Linked DNA regions of Mus musculus: region 2 is linked to region 1. A link is a contact called in public Micro-C data. All regions are on one chromosome and are shown on one strand. The core of a region is the stretch at or near the end of the contact, and the rest is flanking DNA. Distances in the headings are between cores, read along the strand shown.

Region 1 (4,079 bases), core at 15-2,514:
CACCATCAGGCCTGCATACAATTTTTAAATGCATAAATAAGAGAAAAATGTGTTCTTGGGAAAGTGAGCTATTTTCAGTGCTGCACAATTGTATCAGTTCATGGTTGGGAACAGTTTGTATCCGAGCACCTTTTAAAATATCTTGGGGCTGGTGAGATGGCTCTGGTTAAGAGGGCCAACTACTCTTCCAAAGGTCCTGAGTTCAAATCCCAGCAACCATGTGGTGGCTCACAACCATTCGTTTTGAAATCTGATGCCCTCTTCTGGAGTGTATGAAGACAGCTACAGTATACTTACATATAATAAATATTAAAAAAATATATATCTTAACATTTTGCAATTGCTTGAATTTCTCTAACGCACATATTATAACAAATCCAAAGCCTTCCATGTGTATGTAGAGGATTATGTGTACACACAGGTATTTATTTACTCTGGAAACATTTGGACATGAAATGCTGGCAGCTGACACCTTTCCCCTCAATGGTTCCTTGTATAATCTCAGAAGTATGGCATTCCCTTATGCAAATGTGGGAAATTAGACACTTACTAATGTTTCTCTTCACCTTACATTTTTAGACAAGATCTTTGTGGACATGGAGCTCAGCACCTCCTCTAGACTAGCTGGCAGTGAGCCCAGACTTCTCCTGTCTTTTCTCTAGCACTGGGATTATAGGCATGGCTGCTGCACTCGGCTCTTCTGATGTGGGCCCAGAGCAAACTCAGGTCCTCATGCATACATCACAAGCACTTCACCAACTGAGCATTCCCCAGCCTCAAAAAATTATTTTCAATAAAAATTAACCAGGGCTGAGCTGAGTGCACACTGACGCAGGAGGATGACAGGGTTGAGGTCGGCTTGGCCTTCACTCTAAGACTTCAAGAAACAAGAAAAAGAAGGGCATGGTGACACGGGCCTTTAATCCCAGCACTTGAGGCAAAGGCAGATAGATGATCCCTGCCTTTCCAGGCTAACCTGGTCTACACAAGTTCCAGGCCAATCAGGGATACATTGTGAGATCCTGTCTCAAAAATCAAACAAAATAAACAAATAAAATTAAGCAGTGTCTTTTAGATTATGTCAAGAACAGAGTGGGAAGCCTAGGAGCCAAAGACAACCATTGGGGGCTGGTGGCATAGCTCAGTAGCATAGTGTTTATTGCATGCGGGAGGCTCCCAGTTCAAGGCCCTGTACTGCAAAACAAACGAAAGGGGGAAAGCTATTGATGGTACTTTAGCCATGTCACACTGCCCTGAAATCTGCTAGTTCTGAATGACTAAGAAGTAAAGGATAGAGGGAGGTGTCAATTCCCTAATTGGTTCTTGATTGTGTCAATAAAGGAGGTGAAAGCCAATTGCTGGGCAAAAAGAAAAAGGTGGGACTTCCAAGTTCCAGGAGGAAGAGAAGGGAAGGGATACAGAGAAAGAAGAATTCAAATCAGGCTTTGGAATGAGGAAGAAGATAGTTTGTAGCCTCTGCAGCAACGGGGCGGAGGCAAGAAGGACGGAAGGAGTTAGTTGGTAAAATTAGAGCAAGAAATTCTTCACCCAGCCATTGAGTTATCTGGCTAGCTTAAAAATAATAAAACTGTTTTCCATCAGAGGGACTAAGGTGGGCAGGAGGAGAAAGAGGGCAGCCAGGGTGGTTGTTGGCGGCTTGGTGAAGCTAGGCTTGAGGGCTGGGGGAGCGATCAGAGCTCCCAGGAAAAACAGCCAGCTGGCTGTTGGCAGAGCTGAGGGTGACGGCTGAACTTGGAGCCTGGCTGGGAAGGCAGGCAGAGCTTGTTTATTAAAATTACAGCAACAGCAAAGGAAGGCTGAGGAAGAGATCCAGAAATAGCCCTACCTGTGAGGTAAAGGTCGGCCTCCACTCCTTGTAGAACACTGCCCCCAGAACCAGCACACAGGGCCACAACTTTGACTTGGGACTCTACAAGACAAAAGTACCACCAGGTGTTATCACAGAGATCCGACCCCTTCCAGATCAACACTGGTACTACAATTCTAAATCTAGTGCAGACTAGCTAGATCAATATAATGAATTATGCTGTCTTTGATTTTAAAATGGGTGTGGTGGCACACACCTTTAAACTAACACTAGGGAGGCAGAGGCAGGTGGATCTCTGAGTTCAAGGCCAGCCTGGTCTGTATAGTTTCGGGACAGCCAGGGCTACACTGTGAGACCCTGTCCCAAAACAATAAATGCAAAGCAACAGTAAAGCCAAAGTCGGGAGTGATGGCGATGGTGCATGGAGTGAGTCAGGCACGGCGATGGCGATGGTGCATGCCTGTAATCCCAGAATCTGTGAGGATGGCCCTAAGTTCAGGACCAGCTCTCAATTCGTGAAATTTGAACTTGGACAGAACTAGTGACCCTCCTGCCTTCACTCCTCAAATGCCAAATTAGTAGTGTGTGCCAGCATGCCTAGCTCCAAAAACAATTTTTTTTTAAAATGTAGGCAAATGATCCAGTTTGACACCACAAAGGGAATGAAAGGCAAGGGCACAGTTTCTTCTAACACAGCCACAAAAGCCCATGAGCCTGGGTAACAGCAGTGCTGCCGCTCTGGGCTTTGCTACCGCTCTGGGCTTTGCCTTATGCTAATAATAATCCTCAGCTGGGTCTGCAGACAGTGGCGAGAGGGCTGAGGAACTAACAGAACAAGTTAGAGAAAGAAATGCAGGGCAGGAGAGGTGGATGGTTGGGTTAAAAGCACTTGCTGCTGTTCATGAGGACCCAAGATTGGTTCCCAGCATCCATGTCTGGTGGCTCGCCACCTCAGTTCCAGGGGCATCTGACAACATGCAAACACTTCAAGTTGAAAAAATGCAGTATGTTACAAATATATTAGGCACCTACCCACCTCCACCCCACCCCTTTTTTTCTTTTTAAGACAGGCCTCATGGTGTAGCCTTGGCTGGCCTGTCGATCTGTGCAGCCAGGCTACAAGTATGGGTAGGCATCACCACACCCAGCCCAGTCTAGAATTTTTTTTTTTAAAGATTTACTTATTTATTTATTTATTATATGTGTGTGTGCACTGTTGCTGTCTTCAGACACTACAGAAGAGGGCGTCAGATCTCATTACGGATGGTTGTGAGCCACCATGTGGTTGCTGGGATTTGAACTCAGGTCCTTTGGAAGAGCAGTCGGTGCTCTTAACCGCTGAGCCATCTCACCAGCCCCAGTCTAGAATTTTTACCTCATGATTTTAACCCTCCATTTCCTCTGCAACAACAACCAGCCTATAATTAGCAAACTTCCACTGCTGACTGGAGATGAGCACAGAATGACTAAGGAATTAACTTTATCATTTAGGCTAGGGAGAGGTAGTCAGCCAACCCTGGGTGACAAAATGAACCAATTATCTCCCTGAGCTGCTAACAAGTTCTCTACCACTTACATGAATAAAAACAGTAATGTGCCGGGCGTGGTGGCGCACGCCTTTAATCCCAGCACTCAGGAGGCAGAGGCAGGCGGATTTCTGAGTTCGAGGCCAGCCTGGTCTACAAAGTGAGTTCCAGGACAGCCAGGGCTATACAGAGAAACCCTGTCTCAAAAACTCAAAAGAAAAAAACAAACAAACAAACAAAAAAAACCAACAGGGCTGGTGAGATGGCTCAGTGGGTAAGAGCACCCGACTGCTCTTCCGAAGGTCCGAAGTTCAGATCCCAACAACCACATGGTGGCTCACAACCATCCGTAATGAGATCTGACTCCCTCTTCTGGAGTGTCTGAAGACAGCTACAGTGTACTTACATATAATAAAAAAATAAATAAATCTTTAAAAAAAAAAACAAAACAAAACAAAAAAAAAAGTATGCACCTATAATCGCAGCACTTCAGAGACAGAAGCAAAGGGAGCAGGAGTTTGAGGCCATCCTGTGCTCTGTAAGATCAGGTGTCAAAAATAAATAAAACCAAAATTTGTCCAAAGTCACAGTATATCTACCAGATGATGAAAGATATTTACCTAATGTTCTCCCCACTCCAAGAGCTAAGCGAAGATGCGACAGCTTTAGGTGTGTTTTGATTCGCTCTATCATTATTGCCAGGGAGACAGATTCATCCAGTGTGC
Region 2 (4,088 bases), core at 1,495-3,994, 290 kb before region 1:
CCGTCACAAGATGGCGCTGACAGCTGTGTTCTAAGTGGTAAACAAATAATCTGCGCATGTGCCAAGGGTATTTCTCCACCCCATGTACTCTGCCTTCTCCGTGGCAACAACTCGGCCATGGGCTGCAGCCAATCAGGGAGTGATACGTCCTAGGCGAAGGATAACTCTCCTAAATAGGGACGGGGTTTCGCTTTCGTTTTTTGGGCTTGGGGCTTGCACTCTTGCTCCTGAAGATGTAAGCAATAAAGTTTTGCCGCAGAAGATTCTGGTTTGTTGTGTTCTTCCTGGCCGGTCGTGAGAACGCGTGTAAGAAAACTGTAGTAGAAGGTTTGTTCTTCAAAAGGTTCTTTCCTCAAGGTACAGAGGAATGAGAAGTGTTTGCAGGGTGTAAATCCAGGTGTGCGTTTAAATGGCAGTCTGGGTTATGAATTCCCCCTCCCCTTGCTGTGGACTTATACAGAGGCCCTTAGATCTAAGTCGGGACTATTTCTAGATTGCCCAGTTTCACTCTTAGTCTAGGCATCCTGGGCTGCCTTTGCTGTGAAAGGAAGTACACGGTAGTAAGCCTGACAATCCTGCTTTCTAATCCTGCCCTTGGACTGCAGGGCCGTAAGAAAGGTGAGACTCCCTAGCTTTCGAGGAAGTGTTAACAGCCACCAACCAGAAAGAGTGCTGTGAGGATTAAACAATAGAAATAAAGACAATATAAGTAATGTTCAGTCTTATTCCATTGCCTAAAAGATTTTCCACATATTCTAGAAGTTTCTGTGGCTCTAGGTCCAATCAAGTCCACTTTTTTCTCATCTGTCCAGTTTGCCTTTACTAGGAGAATAAACACAGCCTCTTAAACCAATTCATACCTTTGATAATAAAATATAGACATTTCTTTCTCTTTCCCATTCAAAACTTCTACATCACCCACTGCTTTTCTGTTCTTTATCTGACAAATGCCTCTACCTCAAAATTTGCTGGGCAGGAAAGCTGCTCTGTCCTGAACCCAGAGACCCAGCAAGTGCCTCCCATTCAGACTGTTCATCTACCTCTCTGGACTTGTTCTTGCGTCCTGTCTCCAACGCCAACCCTTCTCCAGTGGTGTGGACTTTCCAGAAGTCTATCCTAAGTTTGCTCCAAACCGAACCACACAGTAACTACAGCAGTCTAGCTTCTACTGAGAGCAAGCGTCTGATATAAGACTGCCCAGAAAGGGATCAAGGGGAGAAAACGACTGAAGGTCACATGACTATTGAGTACCAGTTCTCAGCGCACTGTCCAAGTAGGATTCATATGAAGTGCAGATAGTCACAAACAAGCCAGACTCACAGCTTCAGCCTTCTTGCCCACCCAGCTTGGCCAACCACAAATAAACGATAAATGCGAGAGAGGAGAACCTCAGTTTGTATTCTAGGTGCCAGGTGAGAACAGAAGGACAAAATAAAGATGAGAAGGAAGACGGCTTTGCATGAGCAGTGATCTAGGAGGCAGGAAAGAACTGGCTTGAGTGTTTGAAATTGAATTTGCTCAGCCTATGAGTGGTGCCTGTGTATACATAGTATATACTAGAACTTTCCATGCCCTACACTGTACCAAGACAAGGTGGTTTTAAAATGTCTTACATGAGAGCTCAGGGGGCAGTGTCTTGGAGAGGGCCACATGTGGGACAACTGGAGCCTCTTGGCAAGATCCTTAGCTTTCCAGGCAGGCAACAAATGGCTCCTCCAACCCCAGTCAAGCCTTCAGTTAGCCCCAGCTGAGTGCCTCACCACAGACTCTAAGCCAGAAGAATCCCCAAAGTCCCGACCCACAAAAACCGTAAGCGATAATCAAGTGAATAGTTTGCTTCAGCCACTTAGTTGTCGAGTGATTTATATGCATTATTAGATAGATAATGCTCTCTCTTGTCAGTAAGAATGACCCAATCATCTCTACTCACGACTGTAGTTATACATACTCTTATCCTCTGCTGACCCACCCTCTCCTGGAAATTAGTTATATTCTCTAATGTTGAAAAAAAGATAGAAAAGTGCAGACACCATTAAGCTCACAACTAGCAAGCCTCTTATTAAGGAAATGGGGGCAGGGCACGGTTTTACAGGTTTGCTGATTACCTGTTAGATTCCTCTTTCTCCTTCTACGATCTGGGTGGTAGAAATGATCGACCACACTGACCCACCCTAGCCGTCGCCCTGGGGTGCGAGCAAGGTTTAAAGTGCAGAACTATACCCAGGTTAGGTCCAAGACAGGAAAGCGAGAGAAGCTACCTTAGGACTTTAACCACTCGGCAGGAATAGAGACAGCCTAAAGAAACGCATGTGCCCCTGCCTGTGCCAGACAGTTGAAACAACGGACCCGAGATATTATAATTACCCCCGGAATCTCATGCAGGGAGGAGGAAAGAGCTGAAGCTTGGTGACTGGTCGGACAGATTTGCAGGAGAGCCTCGAACACAGGCAACGGTGATGAGCTGGACCCGACCTTTCCTAGGTCAGCTTCATTATGCAAACCTCCTGCCTTCTACTTAAACCTAACTCATGGATTACGGGTTACCGAACCTCTTTTTCCTCTTCCCAGTGTGGCCATACGAACTAAATCTCTGTTTTCTGCTTTTCACTGTTATTGTGTTTTTAACTGGTCTACTGCAGATAATTAGTTAGCACCACAAGACTAGCAGGTTAACAGGATCGCAGCCCCACTGCTAGCTCCTTTCTCTTGCTATGGCGTATTCTCTCCGCTAGGGAGCAGAAGTAACCAAGGAAATGCAGGTTCCAATGCACTGGCTGGCCAGCTTCAAAACTCTCTTCACTGGTAAAGCCTTGGTGGAAAGCCCAGCCAGCCCTCTTGCCCAGGCTGATGCGCTCGGGTAGAGCAAAGGCTGCTCTACCTTCCTTTTCCTCGGGTTCAGTGGCTCAGCTTCCGCCTCAGAGGGGCTAAGTGTAGGATAAGCACGCAAAATCTAACGCAGAAAATGTTTCCCAAAAGCAAGAGGGGAAAGGCAAAGGTCCCACATGCCACAACCACCACCAAGAAAAATCCGAAATCTGTATGGGGCTTGGGACAAAACAGAGCAATCCTCCGATATGGCAAGGCAAGTCAGTCAGCAGCCTGTTGTGGGCCATCACCGCTGACATTTCCTCTATTGGATGGCAAGACCAGGTAGGCACAGATGCCAGCTGGAGCAGTACATCAACATTCCTTTCCTCCGTGAGCCAGCAAAGACAAGCATGTAGCACTGTCTGATTTATACACTGTAAGGAATGGGGAGGGGGAACGTGTAACTTTGAGTAAGTGAGAGCCTCCATTTGTTCATCTGTGAAATGGGCATAATTCTAACACCTAAACCAAAACGGCAGAACCCAGCGGGGTTTCTGTAAAGATACTTCCAAACTGCATTTATTCAAACATAAATGATTAATTCTAAAGGAGATGAAGGCGGCATATCAACCCGTAAATCAGAGACCCTGCCAGGCATCTTCTTCCTAACTGCTTATGACTTGGATGCAAGTCTCCTTATTCTAAATTAAAACGATCTTAGGGTGGACAGACTCTGTGCTCCATGTATGGCTTAGCTACCATACCAGTGCTTACAAATACAGGAAGAAACAGTTGGGTGTCGGTTTTATAAAATAAAACGTTAACAAAATACAGAAGCACCGCGTCTCCTTCTCCCACCCTGGACAACCCATGCCCAGCCCAGCTGCAGCTTGGCAGCTACAACTGCTTCTTAGAAACCACGGATGCTCTGCAGTTGGCACAAGGCTGCCAGGAGCCAATCACAGGCTCAGGAAAATGCCTGGGCCTTGCTCATCTAGAATTCATTCATTTACGCATTTAGAATTCATTTTGAGTTATATAAGCAGATTTATCTTAGCACCTTCTAAATAAATACATGGAATAAATAAGAGGCAATGTCTGGCCAGCCTATTTACAATCAGTTACTGGGTGCCCTTCATAAGTCAAGATACGGTGAATAGGTGAAACCCAAAGTGGGCAGGATATCCTAGGTGGGGAAGGGAAGGAGGACAAGGCCAACGTGGATTTCGGAGTGTGTGCTCATACAGAGGTTACAGGTCAGCCTTGGGCTCCCTCCTGCC

Evidence for each region. A called contact is a pair of places that touch in the nucleus more often than the background predicts.
Region 2: a contact with region 1 is called in a Micro-C map of trophoblast stem cells, with 3 times the contacts expected there. The contact joins two enhancer-like sites. A contact is called at or near these places in 3 of 39 promoter capture datasets (maxillary cranial neural crest, neural stem cells and stem cell-derived epiblast-like cells), 4 of 15 datasets of contacts at CTCF or cohesin (the NIH/3T3 cell line, large pre-B cells, pro-B cells and 1 more), 9 of 484 Hi-C or Micro-C datasets (B cells, the G1E-ER4 cell line, cerebellum and 5 more), 2 of 115 datasets of contacts at active chromatin or transcription factors (embryonic fibroblasts and stem cell-derived neural progenitor cells) and 1 of 9 other capture datasets (adipose tissue).

Annotation. Positions count from the first base shown.
Region 1 is chr1:58,455,631-58,459,709 of GRCm38.p6, reverse strand. Nif3l1 (Ngg1 interacting factor 3-like 1 (S. pombe)) reads right to left here. Exons shown (of 7, transcript NM_022988.3): 5 at 3,975-4,079; 6 at 1,847-1,930. Among named protein-coding and RNA genes, the nearest start is that of Gm23966, 9.0 kb to the left of the region's middle. Within about 2 kb of position 1,264, at least 19 of the 459 cell types and tissues checked have an H3K27ac peak or open chromatin away from gene starts, as enhancers often do. A contact at or near this core is called in trophoblast stem cells, where this site is marked.
Region 2 is chr1:58,745,742-58,749,829 of GRCm38.p6, reverse strand. All of the region lies in intron 8 of Cflar (CASP8 and FADD-like apoptosis regulator), which reads right to left. Among named protein-coding and RNA genes, the nearest start is that of Cflar, 34 kb to the right of the region's middle. Within about 2 kb of position 2,744, at least 8 of the 459 cell types and tissues checked have an H3K27ac peak or open chromatin away from gene starts, as enhancers often do. A contact at or near this core is called in trophoblast stem cells, where this site is marked.